Regions from separate parts of the Sus scrofa genome. Here region 2 is linked to region 1. A link is a contact called in public promoter capture Hi-C data. All regions are on one chromosome and are shown on one strand. Each heading gives the region's core, a stretch centred on a gene start, on an enhancer-like site or on the middle of the called end of the contact. The rest is flanking DNA. Distances are from core to core; before and after follow the strand shown.

The links. Promoter capture Hi-C pulls out the DNA fragments that hold promoters and counts their contacts.
Region 2: a contact with region 1 is called in a promoter capture Hi-C map of liver, with 4 times the contacts expected there. The contact joins the promoter of YBX3 here to the promoter of SMIM10L1 in region 1. A contact is called at or near these places in 2 of 5 promoter capture datasets (fetal liver and liver), 1 of 47 Hi-C or Micro-C datasets (skeletal muscle) and 1 of 2 datasets of contacts at active chromatin or transcription factors (alveolar macrophages).

Annotation. Positions count from the first base shown.
Region 1 is chr5:61,159,325-61,166,519 of Sscrofa11.1, reverse strand. SMIM10L1 (small integral membrane protein 10-like protein 1) reads left to right here and starts at 3,073. Exons shown (of 1, transcript XM_003355574.4): 1 at 3,073-5,575. The coding sequence starts at 3,409. The coding sequence ends at 3,615.
Region 2 is chr5:61,334,838-61,342,032 of Sscrofa11.1, reverse strand. It overlaps YBX3 (Y-box-binding protein 3), which reads right to left and starts at 4,165. Exons shown (of 10, transcript XM_003126475.3): 1 at 3,673-4,165. The coding sequence starts at 3,961.

The DNA.
Region 1 (7,195 bases), core at 1,824-4,323:
TTCATTTTAAGAGATGACCATTACCTTGATAGCAAAGTTAGACAAGAACACTACTGGAAAAGAAAATTACAGGTCAATGTTCCTGTTCACAGGTCATTTGAACATGAATGAAAAATCCTCAACAAAACATTAGCAAACTAAATTCAACAGCACATTAAAAGGATTATACATCATGATTAAGTGTGATTTATTCCTCAGATGAAAGGATGGTTCAGTAATACACTGCATTAACACAATGGAAGGTAAAAAAAATTATATGATCATCTCAGTAGATGCAGAAAGTGATTTGACAAAATCCAACATCTATTGATGGTAAACTTGCAACAAACTGGATATAGAGGGAATATATCTCAACTTTATATGACAAGCCCACAGTTTTTCAATGGTGAAAAGCTAAAAGCTTTTCTTCTAATATCAGAAACAAAACAATGATGCCCAATCTCACTTTTATTCAGCACAATAATGAAAGTCAGCCATAACAATTAGGCAAAATAAAAAATAAAAATCATCCAAATTGAAAAGGAAAAGGTAAAACTGTCTTTATTTGCAGATAGCATGATATTAAATGCAAAAAAAACCCCTAAAAATCCCACCAAAAAAAAGCCCTACTAGAATTAAGAAATTCAGTAAACTTGTAAAGATACAAAATTAATATCCAAAAATCAGTTGCATTTCTATACAATAAGCAATGAACTATCAGAAAGAAAAAATAAGAAAACAATCCCATTTATCACTGCATCAAAAAGAATAAAATACCTAGGAATATATTTAATGGGGTTAAAAAAATCTGTACACTGAAAACTGCAAAACATTGATAAAAGAAATTTAACAAGACATTGATAAAAGAAATTGAATAAAATGAAGATATATGTAAGTTGAAAGCTATTCCACACTCATGGATTGGAAGAATTATATTGTTAATATGTCTGTATCATTACAAGAGATCTATAGGTTGAATGCAATCTTAAAATAGAATCTTTCACATAAATAGAAAAAAATCTTAAATTTTCTATGGAACCACAAAAGGCCCTGAACAAAGCAATCCTGAAAAAGAAGAACAAAGCTGAGAGTATTACAAATCCTGATTTCAAACTATAGCACAAGCTGTAATCATCAGAGCAAATGGTATTGTCATAAAAAGATACATAGTTCAATGGAATCGAATAGAAAGCCTGGAAATAAACATAAACATATACACTCAACTAATTGGTCAATATTAGAATAATATTGGCAAATTCTTTTTAAAAAGGAGTTGATAATTTGCCAGTAAGGTACTTTGAAGATCTGCTGCAGCTCACCTTAAAACTTTTTCAAAGCATCATTAAACTAAAGCCAAGAGAAAGTAATAAACTGGGAACACAGGGTTAACAATAGAAGGTTAAGAAAGACTAGGAAAGGGTTAATAGGTATCGTCTAGAGAAATAGTTTAAGACATGTTCCTGCTGAAAGCTTACTTACATGTGCCTACTTGGCAAAGAGTGTGGATGGGTCACTTAAGTCCTAAGATCACGGGACAAAATAAAAACCACAACCATGTAAAATACTGGTCTTGTCCCACCCTCCACTGCCAGTTTCACTTGATAGAAATCTTTCGTCAGCTCTACAGCATTAATGAGTAGGAGCTGGAGATTTGTGATTGCTCTTCTTTGAGTAGTCCTTTCCAAATGGAACAGGACATCAACCTAGCCATGTTGGAAGTAAAGGGCTGCTTCACTTCCAAACTAGAAAACAGGGTCTTCATGGAGTTAACCAGAGCTGAAAGGGGCATGGGGGTGTGCAGAACACTGGAAAAGAATGAGTCCACGGTGTTATGGAGTTAGAAATGGAAGACCCAAGGACTTAATGACTTCTGGGACACAATACCTCTAATAGTCTTTCAATTTTCAGAAAGGGTAAATTGTACTTCTACACTGGCACTATACACCTCCTGGTTTTCAGAGTTGTCATTCATTTTACACTACTCTTCAGTCTCTATATCTGTATTTTAGAAGTTGTCTTAGGTAACAGGTAATCAGTTCCTCTAAGTGCTGTCTAGTCGCTGAGTTAGTATTGACACAGCAAAGTAGCAAAAGAAATTCTAGCTGAGGATACTTGAGTTTTATAAATCACACAATGCACGTTATTTGTACCAATCTTAGCAAAAGAAATCCTAGCTGAGGATACGTGAGTTTTACAAATCACACAATGCACATTATTTGTACCAATCTTAGCAAAAGAAATTCTAGCTGAGGATACGTGAGTTTTACAAATCACACAATGCATGTTATTTGTACCAATCTTATCATGAGTATGATGTACAGAAAGAGAAGTCTTCTGGAACACATTAATTGTGCTTTGAATATTTACAATTATTCAGTGAAGGGTGAGATGTGGGATATTTCATCAACAATGCTTTTCAGAACTAGACTGAGCTGAAGGTTATGATCAGGGTCACATTTCTGAATAACTCATGAAAGTAGAGGTTGTTTATAAGGAAAAAATACAGTGCTTACTAGTTTAAGAGATTACAGAGGATAATGAGGTGGGCATTATTTGAACACCAGAAAAATATGTGGTTAAGAACCATCCAGTATGATGTTACCCTAAGCCTATTCAGAGTTTGGGAGTAAAGGTAAGTAGTATTCCAAGCATTAGGGCCCAGCCACATATTTTATAGGTGCATCTTCATGCAGAAATGATACAAGCCTCCATACCTAATAAGGACTCTTCATAGGTTTACACGGGTAGGAATTTGATATTGTGTATAACATGTACTGAAAAAAGTATATACGTGTATATGTGTATTTGCTTAAATATGTAATTTCTGACACTTGCAATTGAAATAGTCGTTATAATAAACCCACCGCCCAATATTGTGATCCTTTTACGTTATAGTATGTTCTGAATACAAAACCTTTGTGCCCAAACTTGTATACGATCATCTTGCCCTGATATTAAAGTTAATGTTATTAAATCAAAAGGGTAAGATTTCTGGTTCGCAGCCCAAATCACAAAGCAGACAAACCTGAGTTTTAACGTAGGCTTTGGACTGTACCCTATGGAAAATTACAGAATTCTACTTTTTTTTTTTTCATTTTAAAGTGAAAAGAGTATGTAAGGCTGTTTGTATCTGCTATAAAAAATAACTGTATAGCATATATATGAATAACCCCTCGGACCTACCAACAGTTAAACTCTAAATGCGGAATATCATTTTAAGCAGCAGACAGGAAGGGGCGGAGCGCCAGCGGCTGCCCCCGGTCTCCGCGCCGCTTGGGAAGTAGCAGCGGCTGCGTGAGGAGCGAGAGTGAGCCAAGCGGCCGCTTAGCCCCTGGCGCCTCGTGATCAAGGCCGTCAGTCGGGGGTTCGCGGGTGGGCGATCACCCTCGGCTCCAGGCACAGCACCGGGCGAGCGGCGATAACCGGTCCATGGCTACTACGTCGGCTCCGTCATCCTTGGCCCTGAGGGGCCCGACCCAGGCCGTGGCCCCCAGCTCGTACGGCGTCTTCTGCAAGGGGCTCTCCCGCACCCTGCTTGCTTTCTTCGAGCTGGCCTGGCAGCTGCGCATGAACTTCCCCTACTTCTACATCGCGGGCTCCGTGGTCCTCAACATCCGCTTGCAGGTACACTTCTAGAGCCCTGAGTAAGCAGCCAGTACCACCGGCCTGCATGATGGCCGACTCCCAGGCGCCTCCGCGGCGCGGCGGAGCTGAGGGCGAGGAGCCCCGGTATCTCGCGAGAGTGCCTGGCCACGGTCGGGGCTGCGCTCTCCGCTTTCAGCCCGTCTCCCTAACTGCGTCTGCCTCCAAAGCGCTGGCGAAACGAGGAAGAGGTACGCGACTCCAGGAATAGAAAACTTCAGTTAAGACCCACGACGGTGTTTAAGAAGCTGTGCGTCTTTAAAACAAACGAGACAAGCAAGATGCGTTATAAAAAGGGAAGGCTACTAAGAGACTGGATTATAAACAGGACATTGAATGACTTACAAGCTTAAGATTTTAAGACTATAACGTGCAGGCATAGGTTTTCTTTATCCCACAAAAGAAAACACATCATCAGAAACTTTCAGTGAGGGAGTTTCCTGGTTGACTAGTGGTTAGGATTTGCTGCTTTCACCGCTCCTGTGGCTGGAGTTCAATCCCTGGTCCTAGAACCGAGATCCTACATCAAGCCCTGCAAGCTGTGGCCAAAAAGAAAAGATACTTTTATTAAAACAACAACAAAACAAACTGTACAGGAAATGCATCCTTCAGATACCAAACAATGTAAAGTGCAGCAAGATTTGGATCAGAGGGTTGGAGTGTAAGAAAGTGGCTTCCATTTCAATGTCCCTATAAGTAGCATGCAGTTCAAAGACCTTGGAGCCAAAGAGAAGGAAATCCAGGCATAGCACAAAGCTTGGCGATTTATTGAATAGCATTTAAATAATGTAAATGCTATTTATGTTCTTCATCTTTTTAAAAGGATACTTAATTATGGTTACAAAGTTGAATGCAAGTGTTGTCAGCCTTAATGGTGTAAAAGCAGTTTCCAGTGAGGATGGAGGGAGGAGGTACATGGAATGGTGGTGGAGTCCTTATAAAATGGAAAGTTGGGAGATACCGTCTGTTGTTGATGGGGAAGAGGGCATTTTATTAATTAAGCAATAGCCATGAAGTTGCTAAAAATAATTATGAAAGAGGAAAAGAGAGGGAAACAGCATGAAGTCAACAAGAAATGCCTAAAGATGACAGTTCTGGTGGTATGTCTCAAAAAGAAAAACATGCATTACCTGATGTGTTTGAATATAGAATCAAGAGATTTTTGGTATTTAGAGAGTCTGGAGATAATTTAGTTGTCTGTAGATTTTTTTAAATTAGGCACAAAGCTGAGTAATTATGAACCCCCAGAAAACGTAAGATGTTGTTTAAAAACTATTCTGCATAATTCAACTGTGAATAGTATTAGTTATATAACATCAGTCATAATTATGTAAATGCTGAAAATATAATGTAACAAATTATTAGGTAACATTGGGGAGATTGGAGAGGAGATGTATGCATAATGAGGGAGAATCAATCAAGATCTAATCAGAAAAGTTGATAAAAAGGTAATATAAACATGTTACTTAGAAAAAAGTACAATAAGGACCACCTAAGAGTTAAAAGTGATTGTCTCTGGAGAAAGAAAATCAGGGATGGGCAGAGAAAATGTGGAGGATTGCTGTTTTCCATTACCAGTCTAACAGTATTATTTGATTTTTCTTGATTTTTCTTATCCATCTATATATTTTCTTTGATTAAAAAATAATTTGAATTTCATTTTTAAAAGTCCTCCAGGTAATCGAAATGTACACCAGTGGTTAAGAGCACCAGAGTAAAAGTTTTTAAATCAGACAGACGTCTGTTAAAATGCAAACAAATTTTGTGGAGGCCATTGATCTTGTCTAAACTTCAGTTTCCTCAGTTCTATCAAATGAGAGTAAAAATACTCATCTTGAAAAATCAGCCTGAGAATTAAAAATAAACCTGACTTAGTGCTTGATGTATACACAATAAACAGTGTTTGTCATTACAGCATATCTCATTAACGTGTGAATAAAACTTAAAATTCTCATTTGGAGTGCCTGCTTTTCCAGTGGAGGGTTTTAGTCCTGAAGGAGATTTGTAGGGTCCTGACCCTGTCTTTGTGGAGAAGATCCTCCAGGAAGATACTAGGGGAGACATTTGCGCTGAAAGGGGCAATTATTTGCTAGGGTAGAGATTTAAACTGTAGGGTTCTATATTCTGTTAGTTGTATCCAACAAACAAGTATACTACCAGGGTTGTAAAATAAGTGCCCCCTCCAATACCATATCTGGCTTTGGGTAAATCGTTCTTCCTGCCCTTCTTTCCTTGTCTCCAGCCAAACTAGAGCACTTTAACTTCCTTCTGCGTTTTTTTTTTCCTTTGTCTTTCTTTTTCTTTCTTTCTTTTTTTTTTTTTTTTGGTCTATGGTTATTCTACTTGTATTTTAAGTAAACTTAGACATTAATTTTTCCAGTAAGTTTTTCCCAGTGCTGAGATTACAGATTAGATTCATTTTTAATCAGTCTAGGGGCTGTGTTATTATCAACCTATGCCATTTTCAGAGGCTGCCTTATTTGTGCCTAATTGTACATTAACTATCAAATGTGTTAAAAAAGAAAAATCCAAGAAGACAGTTTCCCTTGGTATAATCTCTCCCCTTGGTAATTACAGATTGCTGTGAAAGTGCAGTAACTGAAACATTTTAGTCTAAAATATTAGAGGAGCTCAGCGGAAACGAATCTGATTAGTATCCATGAGGACGCAGGTTCGATCCCTGGCCTCATTCAGTGGGTAAAGGATCTGGCATTGCCATGAGCTGTGGTGTAGGTCGAAGACTTGGCTTGGATCTGGCGTTGCTGTGGCTGTGGCCTAGGCTGGAGGCTACAGCTCTGATTGGACCCCTAGCCTGGGAACCTCCATATGCCATGTGTGCGGCCCTAAAAATGCAAAAAAGAAAAAAATTAAATATCGGAAATGTAACTTGATAAATGAAATCAGTATTGCCAGTGGGCTGACTATTGATGGGCATCACTATTTCCTAGAGGCCCTAATGTCCCAATTTGTAACACAAAAGAATGGCTGCCATTAGCTCTGGAATAGTGACATCCACAGATGCTCCATTTGGGTGGCTACATGAACAAGTGCCTTCTTCAACTTTTTTCTTCATATTAGTCTTTTGAAGAAATTAAGGCACTTTAGTAGATTTATTATATCCCACAACTTGATTAGAAGCTTTGTGAGGGAAGGTATTCCATCCTATTGAATTTTACAGCCTGTAATAGCTGGTATATACAGTAGGAAGTGAATGAAATCTCCATGATTTACCATTTATTTGTCACATTTTAAAACTAGATATGTACCTTTTATCCTACAATATATAACCTAATGAAGTTTCCCATGGGAGAAAAGATTTTTGCCCTGCCCACTTATTATTATCCATTTGTTATTCTAATTTAAAAGTAATTTTATTCCTCTTGGAATCCTTTCAGCTCACATCCATAAAGCCAAAGATTTTTTTTTTCTTTGCTCTATCCCCAGCCTAGAATATTGCCTAATGCAAATAGATAAATAAATATTGTTGAATGAATGCCAAATTAGTTGATTTTTCTACAAGTAATCATCAGTTAATAAAAGAAAGATATGTGTCCCTGATACTAAAGTCATCTAC
Region 2 (7,195 bases), core at 2,916-5,415, 170 kb before region 1:
GAACAGAAAATGGAGCAAGTGAAAACATCACAGGGAAATACTGTTCGGAAGACAGAAACCTTTCCTCTTTGTTAAACTTTTCAGTAATGTCCTAAGGAATGGTCCTAAGTCTATACACTCCACAGTAATTAAAATTGAGAAACACCGTTTAAGGCAAAACACCACGGAAATGTGCTCTTTCAAGTTTTAACACAGAAAAAAAAATTTTAAGCACAAAAGAAGGGTCAAAATGAGAGCAACTGTAGACATGCGAACAAGGTAAGTACCAACGACGTCACACGTCACATTCACACTTTGAAATAGTAGGCAAACTTCAAATAGTGAAATAGTAGCTCCTTGTTAATAGCTAATCTACAAAGACCTGAAGAAACTTGTCTCCATGCCAGATGGGGGCCTATCAGAGGAGTCAAGAGTAATAATAGAACTGATGTCTGTCTCAGCCCAGTTCTGTACTTACCACCCTGAGACATGATGTAACAGGCCCTTTCAAACCAGTGATGAACTTGGGATTCTATTTCATTGTTTACCCTACTCTCCAGCAGTTGGTGGGAATCAAACTCAGCATTTTCGTATAAAACTCCTCTCTTTAACTTGATTACTGTCTCTATGTTCCATCATGAGTAGGACCACTTCTGTACAATGCCAGATGTTAACACAATTCAAGAGAAGGAATCTGAACAAAGAGTATGGTCATAGAACTTGTACTTTGTAGATTCAAATTTATTTCAATCATTTATGATTTTAGATGACTCCTTTGAATTAACTTTAAATACCAAACCCAGTACCTCTAGGAAATGCCTATGTCTAAATTCAGGAAATGCATAAAGCAATTATCAAGACTCACTGAAACAGGAAATCTGACTACAGAGTAACTTTAAAAAAGAAAAAAGCTTAGTAGAGAATGAACATAACAATTAACATTAGTCTATGCCTCTCTGTGAGATACAAAGTTTTTAATTTTCAAGCATAAACAATAAGGATTCTGTTTTAAAAATCAAGACTGAAATAGTAATTAGGACTTGCTTTGCTGTGGGCAGGGTTAGTTCTGAGTTTTGCTGGGTTGATAGGCTTGAGGAAGTATTTCAGCTCTCTATAAAAAGAATAAAAAAAGACAAAAAACTCTTTATGCCTTCAAAGCCATCCAGCCCACCATTTACTGAGCAATCTCCAGCTCTAATTCCAAGTAAGGAATACATCTCCAATGAAGAGATATTTTAAACCATTAAAATCTTCAGTTTTAGGCCATTTTAACTAGAGCTGCAGGGCAAAGAAGAAAAAGCCATTTTATGTTTTCAATCCAAATGCACAGAGAAGACTGTTTTTTGATAAATCATATGCTTTTAAATCACTTAGTATGTCAAATGATATGCTTTTTTGTGTCTCCTTTCCTTTGCCCCCAAATTAATGACCTAGAGGAATGTAAGGAAAACATAAAGCTAGGAACTCTTTTTTGATTCATTTTCATAGAGTTAATGTCTATAGGCACTGCCAAAGGCATAATCTTGATTGGAAAAACAACACAAAGAAGGACAAAGATGAAAGTGATTTGCAAGTATAACTCCAGACTGAAGATAATTTTTATTCCCAATGCAGTTTTTAAAAATTTCTGAATTCCACAAATATTCCCAATGAGTTAATAAGACCAAACACATTCATGCACACTTCTTGCTTGAAAACCATCAACTCACTTCCCATGCACAGAAAGGGATGTGGAGACAAAGTTGAAGACCATTAAGCTTCAAAGATGTTCCAGAAGGGAAGTGTTCTTATGGTCAGGTAAACTACTTTTCCTGACTATACACTGAAGTTAAAGACCGTTTGTTAAAATTAAAAAACACAAACAAAACAAAACAAAAACACTGGAATGGGAAAATCCCAAACCAGAATTCAATTTCAGTCAGCCCTGTGTCTGGCACATTTTAGGCACCCATGTGTTTGCTTGGCTAAGGAAAGTTGATGGCAGAACACACTGGACAGAGACGGTGTTGAAATGTCATGTGGAAGGCTGTCCTTGCTTTTGAGAGTTGAAGTGACAGTGGAAAGATCCAAGACCTCCAGACTCATCACCAGGATGTGCTACAGACTTAAAAGCAGTTGGTGGTTGAGGAAATTTTAATGTTATCTGTTTCCTTCATCTTTAAAGATATCTGCTTCGGTTTAAAATTCAGAAGTTTAGTCAGATCAAGGGAAAAGCTGCAAAATCTCCCTTAAAGGCAAATAAATTATCATTAAGAATAGATCTTAACACTGCTTTGGGTAGGCCAAGGTTGCCTCTCTGGCATTTTGCATGGAAGTGTTCCAAGGAACACTTGTTGGAAACTATATCACCATGCAAACCTTACTAGACTTAAAGCAACTTTTAAGTCCAGCGATATGAGAGCTATTTGGCTTCTTAACCCTACACATATTACATTTAGCACGCTGTTTGACAGTTAACTGAATAAAATTTAGCCCAGGGGAGGAAGGGGGGGGCATGAAAAGAGGCCTCTCAAGGCAGGAAACATGGAATCGGAATCTTATTAAACTTTTCTTTACATTATTCCCCCAATTTTCTTCTTCGAAAACTGGGCAAGCAAGACTCAGATCAAACATGCCCTATCCAAAATACTGAAAACTTCTTGGAAGCATCCCACAGCATCTCTTACCTTCCCTGTTTTAAAAAAAGAGGGAATGTTACAGCACACACCCTTTAGAGAACTTATTCCCCACCCACCTGCTCTGTAAACCGGTTTAAGGCCCCACCTAGGGCTTTACTTCAGGAGAGAATGCTGAAATATTCGATAAAACCACCAACCACCACAGACGCCTTTTGTTATGCCCTGCTCCCCCACCCCCGACCTGTATGGCTCCTCTTCCGATCTCCTTCCCGGAGTTCCAAGTCCCAAGATAACGATGCTGCGAACTAACGTCATACCCACACTTCCGACGAAGTTTTTTCAGCTGCTGCACCAAATGCTTTCCCACAATCCGGGAAGAAGCAAATGTGTAGGGATTGGAAAACACTGACTGGTTCTTTGCAGCAGCGGGCAGAGAGGGAGGGGGACGAGGGACCAAAGCCCAAGTTTCCCGGAGAGGATTGCAACACCTCTCCGCCGACATGTGGCCGACAGAAGCGTGGCCTCGTTCCTGCGCCCCCGTGGGAAGGGCGTCAGGGACAGACACCTGAGCCTTCCCAGCAAGATGCCTTTGCACCTTTCCCTCCCGTCTGGTCCGGCGCCTTCCTCTCCCCCGAAGGAAATGCTCTCCTCACCCAGAACCTAGGCGAGGACTACTATGTCCCCGTCCCACGTGGGTGCTGTCCCATCCCTACATCCGCATCTATCCCAAATCTGGATCCTCTTTCCCGACCGCCGCTCCTTTCCCCTTTGTCCGGAGGGATGCTTCGCCATGGGAGTGTGCGACAGTGCGTGCCCAGGGGATCCAAGTTAAGTCCCGTCCCTCACGGGCCTGGGACCTGAAGGGACGCGCTCAGGCGGCGGGGAGCGCAGGGCGCCGCGCGCTCACCTGGCAGCGCCTGGGGGACTGGCCACCTGCGCCAGGGACCCGAGGTCCCCGGGGACCCCGTGCTGTCAGGCCTCCCGCGGAGCGGGACAGGCGTGGGAGCTGCCCACACGTGCTCCGCGGCCGCCCGCTCCTCCCGGGGCAGCCTCCATCCTCCCGGGCCTGACTCACCGAGAACTTTCTTCTCCGCGTCTTCACTGCCCGCGGCGGCCGAAGAGGCGGGGGCCGCGGTGCCCGGGGCCGTGGGGGCCGCGGGGGCCGCGTCTCCACCCGGGTTGCCCGCTACCAGGGCGGCGGGCGCCGGGGCGGCGGCCTGGGGCGCGCCGCTGCCCGCCGGGCTCTTGGGCGCGGGGTCCTGGGGGGCCGCGGCGGCCGCCTCCGCCGGAGCCTGCGGGAGGGTGGTGGTGGTGGTAGTGGTGCTGGTGGTGCTGGTGGTGGTGGCCTCGCCCGCCTCGCTCATGCCGCCTCCTCCGCTCTCCCTCGGGCACCTCGGTGGCGGTTGGTCGGCGGTTAGCGCAGCTGGAGGTCGCGGCGGCCGGGGCTCGCTCTCGGGGAGGCCGGTGCGGATCTCGTGGCGCGGGCGGCGGCGGCCGAGGTGGGTCTCGCGGCGGAGGCGGCTCGAGCTCTCGGGCTGTGCGCTCGCTCTTGGGCTCCTCGCTCGATCTTACTGCCCCAAAAATGGCCCCGCGCAAGTTTTTCTAGGCGGCGCACCGGCCGGAGAGGGAAGAGGGTGGAGAGAGTTGGCTCCCGAGTTGGGCATCGACTTCATTAGCATTTAAAGGGGCCCGGTGCCCTTTCCACCCGCCGATCGGCCCGGGACTGAGAGCAGGGGCCCGAGTGGCCGGGAAAGGAAAGCAAGGGTGGATCTGAGGTTGGCAGGGTACTCTGGAGTTTTCTGCCGAGCACGCTCTGCCGGCCCTTTGTTGGAGCCGGGCAGCGGGGCACTCCTGCCTAACCACATCTTCTAGGAGGAGCAAAGTAGGGCATCCAAATGACCGGGCGCTTCTCTCTCTCAAATACTGGCTTTTAAAATCCGTTCTAGTTATCCATGCAACGTTTATGAAGCACGAAAAACTGTTTCTGATACAGCAGTGAAGAACTGGAATTATACAATCTTAAAGCTATTTGGCTACTTCCTCTTGAAAGATGTTAGATGGTTTCTTCTATAATCCACAGGTGAGGAAACTGAGGTCCAAACCTCCATGAAGTAATGCAAATATCAGAGTTTACATCAATGTAATGGCAACAAATAGTGAGCTGCTAATATATATGTAATAATACTATACTTGGGGGGGAGGATAAATTTTACCTTCTTCTCTAATTGCCCCTGCCAGCTAGTGAAAACTTAAGCAACTGAGCCCTCTTAGCCTCAGGGAGGAGAGTAACAGAGAAACGGATCACCCAATAAACGGTAGTCCGTTTGCAGAGCTCACATGGCCTTTGGAGAATGGACGAGATCATGCTGAACACCAGGCCAGAGGGACCGTGCTCTGTATTCAAGAACTATTGGGATACAGGCTATCAGGCGTCCTTTGCCTCCAGGATCCAGGCAAGTCTAGGTTTACACTCTAGTGCTGCTCTTAGTTAATGGAGTCAACTTGGACGAGGTGTTCAATATCCCAGAGTTGGTTTCCTCAAAGGAACGTGGATGGGATTATCACATGTAACTCCAGTGTCTGGTCTAACGAAAAATTCCGTTTTTCATTCCTTATTCCCCTAAATCATTTACACCCTCCAACCTCGCCCGACCCCAGAATTCTATGTTCTGTGGCTGCATCAGAAGGGTAGTTATCAGGTGTAATTCATCATTATATTCCCACTGGTTAGCACACAGTACCTAACACAGAGTTAGAGCATAGTAAATGTTTACTAAATGAAAACAAATAAAAAGACCAACATTTTCCACACTCACTTACTTACGAACACATTCATTATCAATAATTGTTTTTTAAATAATGACTTGTATTTTTTCCGTTATAACTGGTTTACAGTGTTCTGTCAATTTTCTATTGTACAGAAAGCTGACCCAGTTACATATACATGTATACATTCTTTTTTCTCACATTATCATGCTCCATCATAAGTGACTAGACAAAGTTCCCAGTGCTGTACAGGAGGCTCTCATTGCTTGTCCATTCCAAAGGCAATAGTTTGCATCTATTAGCCCCAAATTCCCAATCCATCCCACTCCCTCCCCCTTCCCCTCCCCCTTGGCAACCACAAGTCTGTTTTTCATGTCCATGATTTTCTTTTCTGTGGAAAGATTCATTTGTGTTGTATATTAGATTCCAGCATTATCAATAATTGTAATGCCCTGCTTTATTGCTTTCTTACTCCATCCATGAAAAATACAACTTAAAAATTAATTCTTAGGAAAAAAAAGCAAAATATGGAATATTTGACTTTTCCATGTAACTCATCTATATTTTAAAATATTTAATTGACAAAGGTGTTAATGTTAGATTCATATTTTAGACTGTAATGTGGACCATACAGTGATATTATCTATATGTAGTTAAAAAAAAATATGGAATATTTGACTTTTCCATGTAACTCATCTATATTTTTAAATTTTTAATTGACAAAGGTGTTAATGTTAAATTCATATTTTAGACTGTAATATGGACCATACAGTGATATTATCTATATGTAGTTATGTTAAAAAAATGCTAGTTTGATTCTAAGTGTGGTTAAATTATTTCTTAGTTTTAAAGAGTATAGTCAGTTAAAATTATATGCATGATTTATTCTGGTGAGGATTGGCCATTGACTTTCTTATCTAACAAAATGATTATCATTGCTATGCAAAATTGGATTGCAAGGAAAAAAATGAGGGCTTGAACTGTTCAAACTCCAATCTAATAGCCAAAACCACTCTCTCTCTATATATATATTCACCCTTGGAAAATAATTCATGACTAACAGGTGTGGTCTCCAACCTCTGGAAGACCCTAAAATAATTACAGATGCATCCTGGGATTTCCTAGAATTTTGTGCTGGAATGACTCCCAAAACTACTCATCGTTTTCATCCAAAAAAAGCAGCAAGCAGCTGGGAGTTCTTGGTACTGTGCTAAATAAATCTAGAGAGAATTAATTAAAATAAATATAATCTGTTGTTTTAATAATCATAACAAGAAAGCAATTTTGATACGGATGCACACAGTTTTCCATTCCTTTGCTTACTCATTAATCCATATGCTCATGCATTAGCACATATTTATTAAACTATATACTATGCACCTAAGTGCTACATTATGAGTATCTAATGTTGGTCTAAAGCCTGCTCTGAGGTTTTTTTCATGTTGTTAACTCATTTTTTTTTCATTTCTATTCTAAGAAAACATCGTTTCTTAAATTTGAGGTTAAGAACAACAATGAAAAAGAATCACAATCTAATCATAACCTAATTGGTGATGGCAATCCTTTTTAAGCTATGACAGGTTTGGTCACGAAAATGAAAGCCACGCTGTTCCTAGTATGAACAGAGAGTTTCACAACTGTTGGAAGGGGAGAGAAAGCTGGAGAGCTCCACTGGAGATCTCAGACTCCAGCCCCACCAATGCAGGGCTTCTCAAGGGCTTCCCTGAAGCCACTGGTGGCACAGGATCTCCAGGAGGCTCCCAACTATTCAGAGCTAGAGCCAGTTTTGTAAGACTTAAAGTTTACCCAATTGGGAGCTCTCTTTAAGAATA